Regions from separate parts of the Anas platyrhynchos genome. Here region 2 is linked to region 1. Evidence: chromatin contacts called from public Hi-C data. All regions are on one chromosome and are shown on one strand. The core of a region is the stretch at or near the end of the contact, and the rest is flanking DNA. Distances in the headings are between cores, read along the strand shown. Region 1 holds the start of LTBP2 (latent transforming growth factor beta binding protein 2). Region 2 overlaps LTBP2 (latent transforming growth factor beta binding protein 2).

The links. Hi-C and Micro-C count contacts between places; a contact is called where the count stands out from the background.
Region 2: a contact with region 1 is called in a Hi-C map of F5 follicle, with 1.8 times the contacts expected there. The contact joins the enhancer-like site here to the promoter of LTBP2 in region 1. A contact is called at or near these places in 4 of 8 Hi-C or Micro-C datasets (F5 follicle, skeletal muscle and subcutaneous adipose tissue).

What each region holds. Positions count from the first base shown.
Region 1 is chr5:24,341,774-24,344,786 of IASCAAS_PekinDuck_T2T, forward strand. LTBP2 (latent transforming growth factor beta binding protein 2) reads left to right here and starts at 1,544. Exons shown (of 35, transcript XM_072038456.1): 1 at 1,544-2,226. The coding sequence starts at 1,790. It overlaps LOC106017682 (a long non-coding RNA gene), which reads right to left and starts at 2,906. Exons shown (of 5, transcript XR_005266042.2): 1 at 2,403-2,906; 2 at 344-504.
Region 2 is chr5:24,388,979-24,391,991 of IASCAAS_PekinDuck_T2T, forward strand. It overlaps LTBP2 (latent transforming growth factor beta binding protein 2), which reads left to right. Exons shown (of 35, transcript XM_072038456.1): 19 at 116-235; 20 at 406-528; 21 at 736-861; 22 at 2,299-2,421; 23 at 2,704-2,829; 24 at 2,928-3,013. Among named protein-coding and RNA genes, the nearest start is that of NPC2, 11 kb to the right of the region's middle. Within about 2 kb of position 1,538, at least 2 of the 8 cell types and tissues checked have an H3K27ac peak or open chromatin away from gene starts, as enhancers often do. A contact at or near this core is called in F5 follicle, where this site is marked.

The DNA.
Region 1 (3,013 bases), core at 294-2,793:
TTCAGCCGCTCTGTTTATGGCTTTGTTTATGGTGTTGATACTTTTCTTGTGTCAGGTTTAGGCACAAGCATTCTTTCCACTGCTGCATAAGAAAGTAATTAGGTGAGGATGGAAAGGACATTCTTCTTCCTCAGAACAAAGAACTGAGCCCTGGCTGTTATCGGGCACTGCTCGAGGGGTCCAGGGGCTCTGTGAGCTTCTGCCCAAGCGGGCGGAGAGCTGGCCGCATCCGGGGAGCACGGAGGTGCCTGCTGCTCCTTGCTTTGATGCTGTTGCCAGCTGCTGTCACCGAGGCTGAAGCCCAAACCCACTCAGCCCCCCTGCTCCTGTCGCACTTGCTCACCTCCAGGGGCTCTGGTTCCAAGAGCCCCTGCCCTGCAGGCAAACGTGAGGGTAGAGGGAAAGGATTGCCCTGTGCGTCCCCCATCTCTCGTGTTCTCCCGCAGGCATCCAGTAGCTGCTCTCAGGTAGGGATGCTGAGATGCACCTTTCATCTGCCCGACCCTGATAGAACAAACCCGAGCTGATGAGCATTGCAGGACACCTCTTTTTGCAAGACACACTGCAGGGACATGCTGCTGGGTATCTCCCCGCCTTGAGTGCCCGCAGCACACTGCTTTGCTCTCCTCATGTGCAGAGATACAGAAAGAAGTTTTTAGCCACCCACCGAGCTCACAGCCACCACTTGCGGGCCAGAGGGAGCCCACCCCAAATACACCGTGCTGTCTGGCAGGGATGGAGCCTGTGCTGCTCCAGGAGGACTCGCTCCTGCCCAAAATGGCCAAGGGCAGTGGAGAGCAGCAGGGACGTGGCAGAGGATCAGGCTGAGCTGGCACATCTGGCTGAAAGGAGACTTTTGGCCACTTTCTCCCTCCTGCCACTCTTCCCTCGGTCCTTCTCAAAGCATTTAAGGCTCACTGGGAGCCAGGTGCCCGCAGGGAGGCGGATGGGAGGGATGGAGGTCTGCCCAGCTGGCGGGCTGTCTCCTGGAAGGTGCCACTGAGCTGAAGGACCTGGAGCTTCTGGGTGGGTCCTTTCCCAGCCCGGACCTACACAAGTAAGCACGAAAACCCTGAGCCGGGCTTGGGGGTGAGACCTCGGAGATCCCCGGAGCCAGCACGGGATGGCAAATAAAGCTTCCACCGCCGTGCCTCGGCTCTCTGCTGGGAGATGCCCCCGGGAGCCGCGGGCCGGCTGCCGGTGCTGCTGCGGCTGCGGAGAGCCCCAGATTTGGGGTCGGGGGCGCGTTCCTCTGCCCGCCCCCGGTCCCGCTCGGGGCTCCCAGGCTCGCTGCGGGCAGGGAGGGGGCAGCGGGGGCTGCTCGCTGCCGGGCCGGGCTCCCCGGGCAGGCAGGGGTTAAGGCTCCTCCGTTGTAGTTTGTTTCCCTTTGCCAAAGTGGGTGTTGCTGGAATGTCTCCTCTCCTAAGGAGGGGGGCCGAGCCGTGTCCTCCGGAGAGGGGGGGGGGGCGAGGGGGGGGGCGATGTCAGCATCAAAAAGACACAAAAGGGGGAGGTTTCCAAAAATAAAACCCTCCATCCCCTCCAGGCTCTGCCAGTGCCAGAGGCGGGCGCGAAGGTGCTCGGAGCTGCCCGCGGAGCGCGCCGGGGGGGGGGGGGACGACGACGACGACGACGAGCCGCCTTCCTCCTCCTCCTCCTCCTCTTCCTCCTCCTCCTCCTCCTCCTGCCGGGCCGCCCGGTGGGCAGCAGGTGCCGGCGGAGCCCGGCGGGGCGATGGGGCAGTGAGGCTCGGCTCCGCCGGGCGCACCGGAGCGCAGCCGGCGGGGCGATGCCCGCCCCTCGCCGCCGGCTCTCGGCCGCCCCGCGGGCTGACAGCATGCGGGGAGCCGCGGCCAGCGTCCTGCCCCTCACCTTCGCCATCCTGCTGGGGCTCGGCGACTGCCAGCGGGACCTGGCGGCCAGGCTGGAGCCCGGCGCCTCCCGGCGAGCCGAGCCCCGGCGCTTGCGGGGCCAAGCGGCGCCCCTGGGGGCTGCGGGCACGGCGCCGGGGCTGCCCCGGCCGCACCGAGCCCCCCAGGAGGCAGCGCCCCTGCCCGCAGCCCCCGGCCCCGGTGGCGGAGACGGGCTCGGGGCCCGGCGGGGACACGGCCACGGCCACGGGCACGGGCAGGGGCTGGCGGCCACCCGGCAGCGGCCCCGGAGCGGGCTCCGACCCCGAGCCGTGCCCCGGGCGAAGGAGCCGAGCGGCGCCGGGAGGATCGCGGGGTAAGTGCCGGGACCCCCGCGGGACCCCCGGGGGCTGCCTCCCCGCCGTGCTGCGGGCTGCGGGACGCCCCCTCCGCTTTTCCCCCCGGGCTCGGTGCCCCGAGAGGGGCTGCAGGGGCTCGGCTTTCCCCGAGGGATGGAGCGAGGCCGGGCGCTGCGGCTCGAGCTGCAGGTACCTGGCCTCTTGGCTCCTTCCTCCCATAATGGGCCCCTTGTAAGCGCTCCGCACGGCAGCTTCCCATGGCTTCAGCTGGCTCGGCCGGGGGAGGCTTCTTCCGAGCCGCCTGGCAGGGCTGCGTCCCGCTCCGGGCTCTGGCTGCAGCCCTGTGGAGGTGGAGAGGAGATCATATGGCAAGGCCAGCTGCTCAGCGGCCCAGGGGAGCTGCAGCGGGACGGCTGGCACGGCGCTGAGAAACCCTTTCCCCTGGGCTCCCTGCTCTGCGGTTCCCTCTGTGCTCCCCTGCTGCTGATGCCCCTCGGGATGGGTGCCCCTGCTAGAGGGATCGGCCACCAGAGCCCTGGCACGGGCAGCGGGACCGACACATGTGGCAGCACGCATCCACTCCCCCTGTGAGCCCTTGTGGGGGGAAGCAGAGGGCAGGCTGTGGGCTCACTGCCCTTGAACACGGGCAGAAAGGTCTTCTGTAACGTGGGGAGGGATCTGCACTAGAATGCAAAAGGCAGCTTCATCCCTGAGCTTTCCCTCTCCCGTACTCGTCTCCCTGCGAAGTTTCAAGCCAGAGCTGTCTCCGTGTAGTTTCTGCACCCCACGTGGTTTCCTACAACT
Region 2 (3,013 bases), core at 288-2,787, 47 kb after region 1:
CTCGCTGAGGGGTTGTCTCTCTTCCTCTTGGCACCCCTGTCTCGGAGTGGGACTCTGAGGCTCCAGCTGCAGGGGACACCCTGGAGGAGCCTGTAAAGATTTTGTTTCTTGGCAGATATCAACGAGTGCGTGGATCCCAGCCCTTGCCCCCATGGGAAGTGTGTCAATACCCCAGGCTCCTACAGGTGTGTCAGCTGTGCGGATGGCTACCGGCCCAGGAACGGGAGATGCATCGGTGAGGACCTGGGGCTGGCCCTGGGAGGCACCCTCACCCCCATGCAAACCTCAAAAAGAGCCAGGGGCACGTGCAGCACGCTTGCCTAGCACAGTGCCCTTGCTCCTTGGGTGGTGGAGACGCAGCTGAGCACCCTCCCGTGCCATATTGCCCTTCTCCCTGTCACACAGATGTGGATGAGTGCCTTGTGGAGGGGACCTGTGCCCACGGACAGTGCATCAACCTGGATGGCTCCTTCCGCTGCTCTTGCTACCGGGGCTACGAGGTGGCACCTGATGGGAAGAGTTGCCAAGGTACCTGAGGAGCTCTTGGTCCAGACCCAGAGCCCCCTGACACGTCACACATCCACCCAGAGGTTTCCCTGGGCTCTTGAATTCTTGGCTCTGGCCAGGTCCTGACTCTTTGGACCCCATGTTGGCTGTTTCCCTCAGCTTAGCTGCTGGTTGTGGTTTCTCCTCATTCTTCCTGCTCCCCTCACTCTCCCTTGTGTGCTTACGCAGACATCGACGAGTGCACAGCCCGGGCTGCCTGTCCCTCCGCACTCTGCCTCAACACCGAGGGCTCCTACTCCTGCATGGCCTGTGATGCTGGCTACGCCGTGTCCAGAGATGGCAGTGTGTGCGAAGGCAAGGATTCCCTTTCCCTGGGACAGAGGAGCGGGTGCTGGAGGGAGGGAAAACCCAGGAGGGGAAGAGAAATAGCCATGCCTGGGTTGTTGTAGGGCCTGGGGAATCCCTTAGCCTCCAGATCCTTCGGCAGCTGCTCAGCTCCCCAGCCAGCAGGTAGCACGGGGCCGCAAGTGGATGTCACCCCGAGCAGCAGGAGGGAGATCTTCACCCAGGAAAGGGATGGGGGAAGGACTCCTGGGCTAATTGTGACCTGAGGAGAGCTGACAAAGGCCAGGGGAATATGAGGAGCCCTGGAAAGGTGGGCAGAGACAGGCTGTGTGTGGTTCAGTTCAGAATCGTGTGCCTGGAAGCACATGCCCCAACCATAGGTCCTCAATAGAGGAATTTCTCTAGAGAGAGCTGCAGAGCTCTGCAGCTTACACATAGCTGTTGAAAAGCACCCAGGAAGATCTCACTTTGCTGTGGCTCTCAGAAGTTCCCCTGCATGGGGTCTCCACTTCCCCATTCCAATTCTCCTCTGTGTTAGTGCCTGAGAAACCCGGTGTAAAATGAGGTCACTTCCCATATGATTTTTGCGTGCAATGGAAGAGCAGTGGTTTGGTCCCCTCCATCTGCCCTCCCCTTTCCCAGGACTGCACATGACCCCCTTCTCAGCCACCTTGCCCTGGCAGGGTCACGAGGGCACCTTATCAGGGTTCGATACCGTTCGGGTCACACTAACCCAATGGCAGGATGGCACGTTCTTCCCTGCCGTGGCCCGTGGCCTTGTCTGTGGATCTGGGCTTCATAGTTGAAAAACGATAAGGGTTTCGTGATAGTTTTGTGATAAATAAACTAGGTCATGGTTCGTCTCCAAAAGGATTGAAGAGCATCGCTACTTGCAGCCCTCTGGAGCTGAAGATGTCTGAAGCAGGACACCCTGCCCTGAGGAGGGAGGGAGCTGCTTTGTGCTTGGGGCATGCTTGGTGCTCTGCAGAGAGGAAGAGAGGGTCCTTTCCTTTGCCCTGGGCTCACTGTGGGGACACCCGCAGAGCCTGTGGCACGGGGACAGGTGACGAGCAGTCCTGAGCAATGGGGCTGGCTGAGGCTGGGCCAGCTTTGCCAGGAGAAGGACATCTTAGGCCAGCCTGGCAAGTAGGAAAGCAGGGCCACAGGACGTGTGGCTGGTGCTGGGTTATTTTCACAACGCCTGCTCTGCTGCAGCTGGCTGCAGAGAGGGCTTGGCAGCACACATGGCTCTGCGCTGGCAGTGGTGGTGGTACCCGGCACAAAGCCCTGCTGGAGGCAGGCGCTGGGGCTCACAGAATTGCACTGCAGGGCAGCCCGAGCCCTCTTTGCAGGCTGACAGCGGGCTGAGGGCTGCCCTGGGAGGGATTCTTCCAGGGGAGGCAGGAGCTGGGGCCTCACTCTGCGCCGTGTCCTTCTGCTCGGCAGACGTGGATGAGTGCGAAGACCCCGCTGTTCAGTGCCGGGGGGGAGAGTGCAGGAACACGCCGGGCTCCTACGAGTGTCACTGCCCAGCTGGCTTCGAGCTCCTCAACGGCACCGTGTGCCAAGGTACGAACCCATCCCTACAGCCTCCTGGCTCCGGGGCACGCAGCTGCCCTACGGATCCCCTTCTTTCTTGGCAGGGAGGATGCCAGTGCCTAGGCAGGTGATGCCACCACGCACGGCACACCCATAAGGCTGTAGCCAAATGTGCATAGGGAAGGTCTCTCCCTCCGTGGCAAGAAAGCCAGGGGCCAGGAGCCCAGCGAGGGCAGCCTGTAAGAGACCGTGGAGAGGAACAGGACGTCCCCCAGGGCTGGGTGGGGGGCTCTGACTCTGCTCCTTCTGCAGATGTGAACGAGTGCCTGAACAGCGAGATCTGCAGCCCCAACGGTGAGTGCCTCAACAGCCACGGCTCCTACTTCTGCATTTGTGCTCCCGGCTTCTCCAACACGGCCGGCGGAGTCAGCTGCCAAGGTGGGTCTGTGGGCGGTGAGGGACGTACCTACGGCCCTGCCCCTTGCTCCTTCACCTGCTGCAAGATCCAGCCTGACATTTGGGGCCTGGTTCTGCAGACGTGGATGAATGCGCAGACAAATCCCGGTGCTCGCAAGGCCAGTGCCTGAACACAGAAGGCTCCTACAGGTGTCTTTGTGAAAAC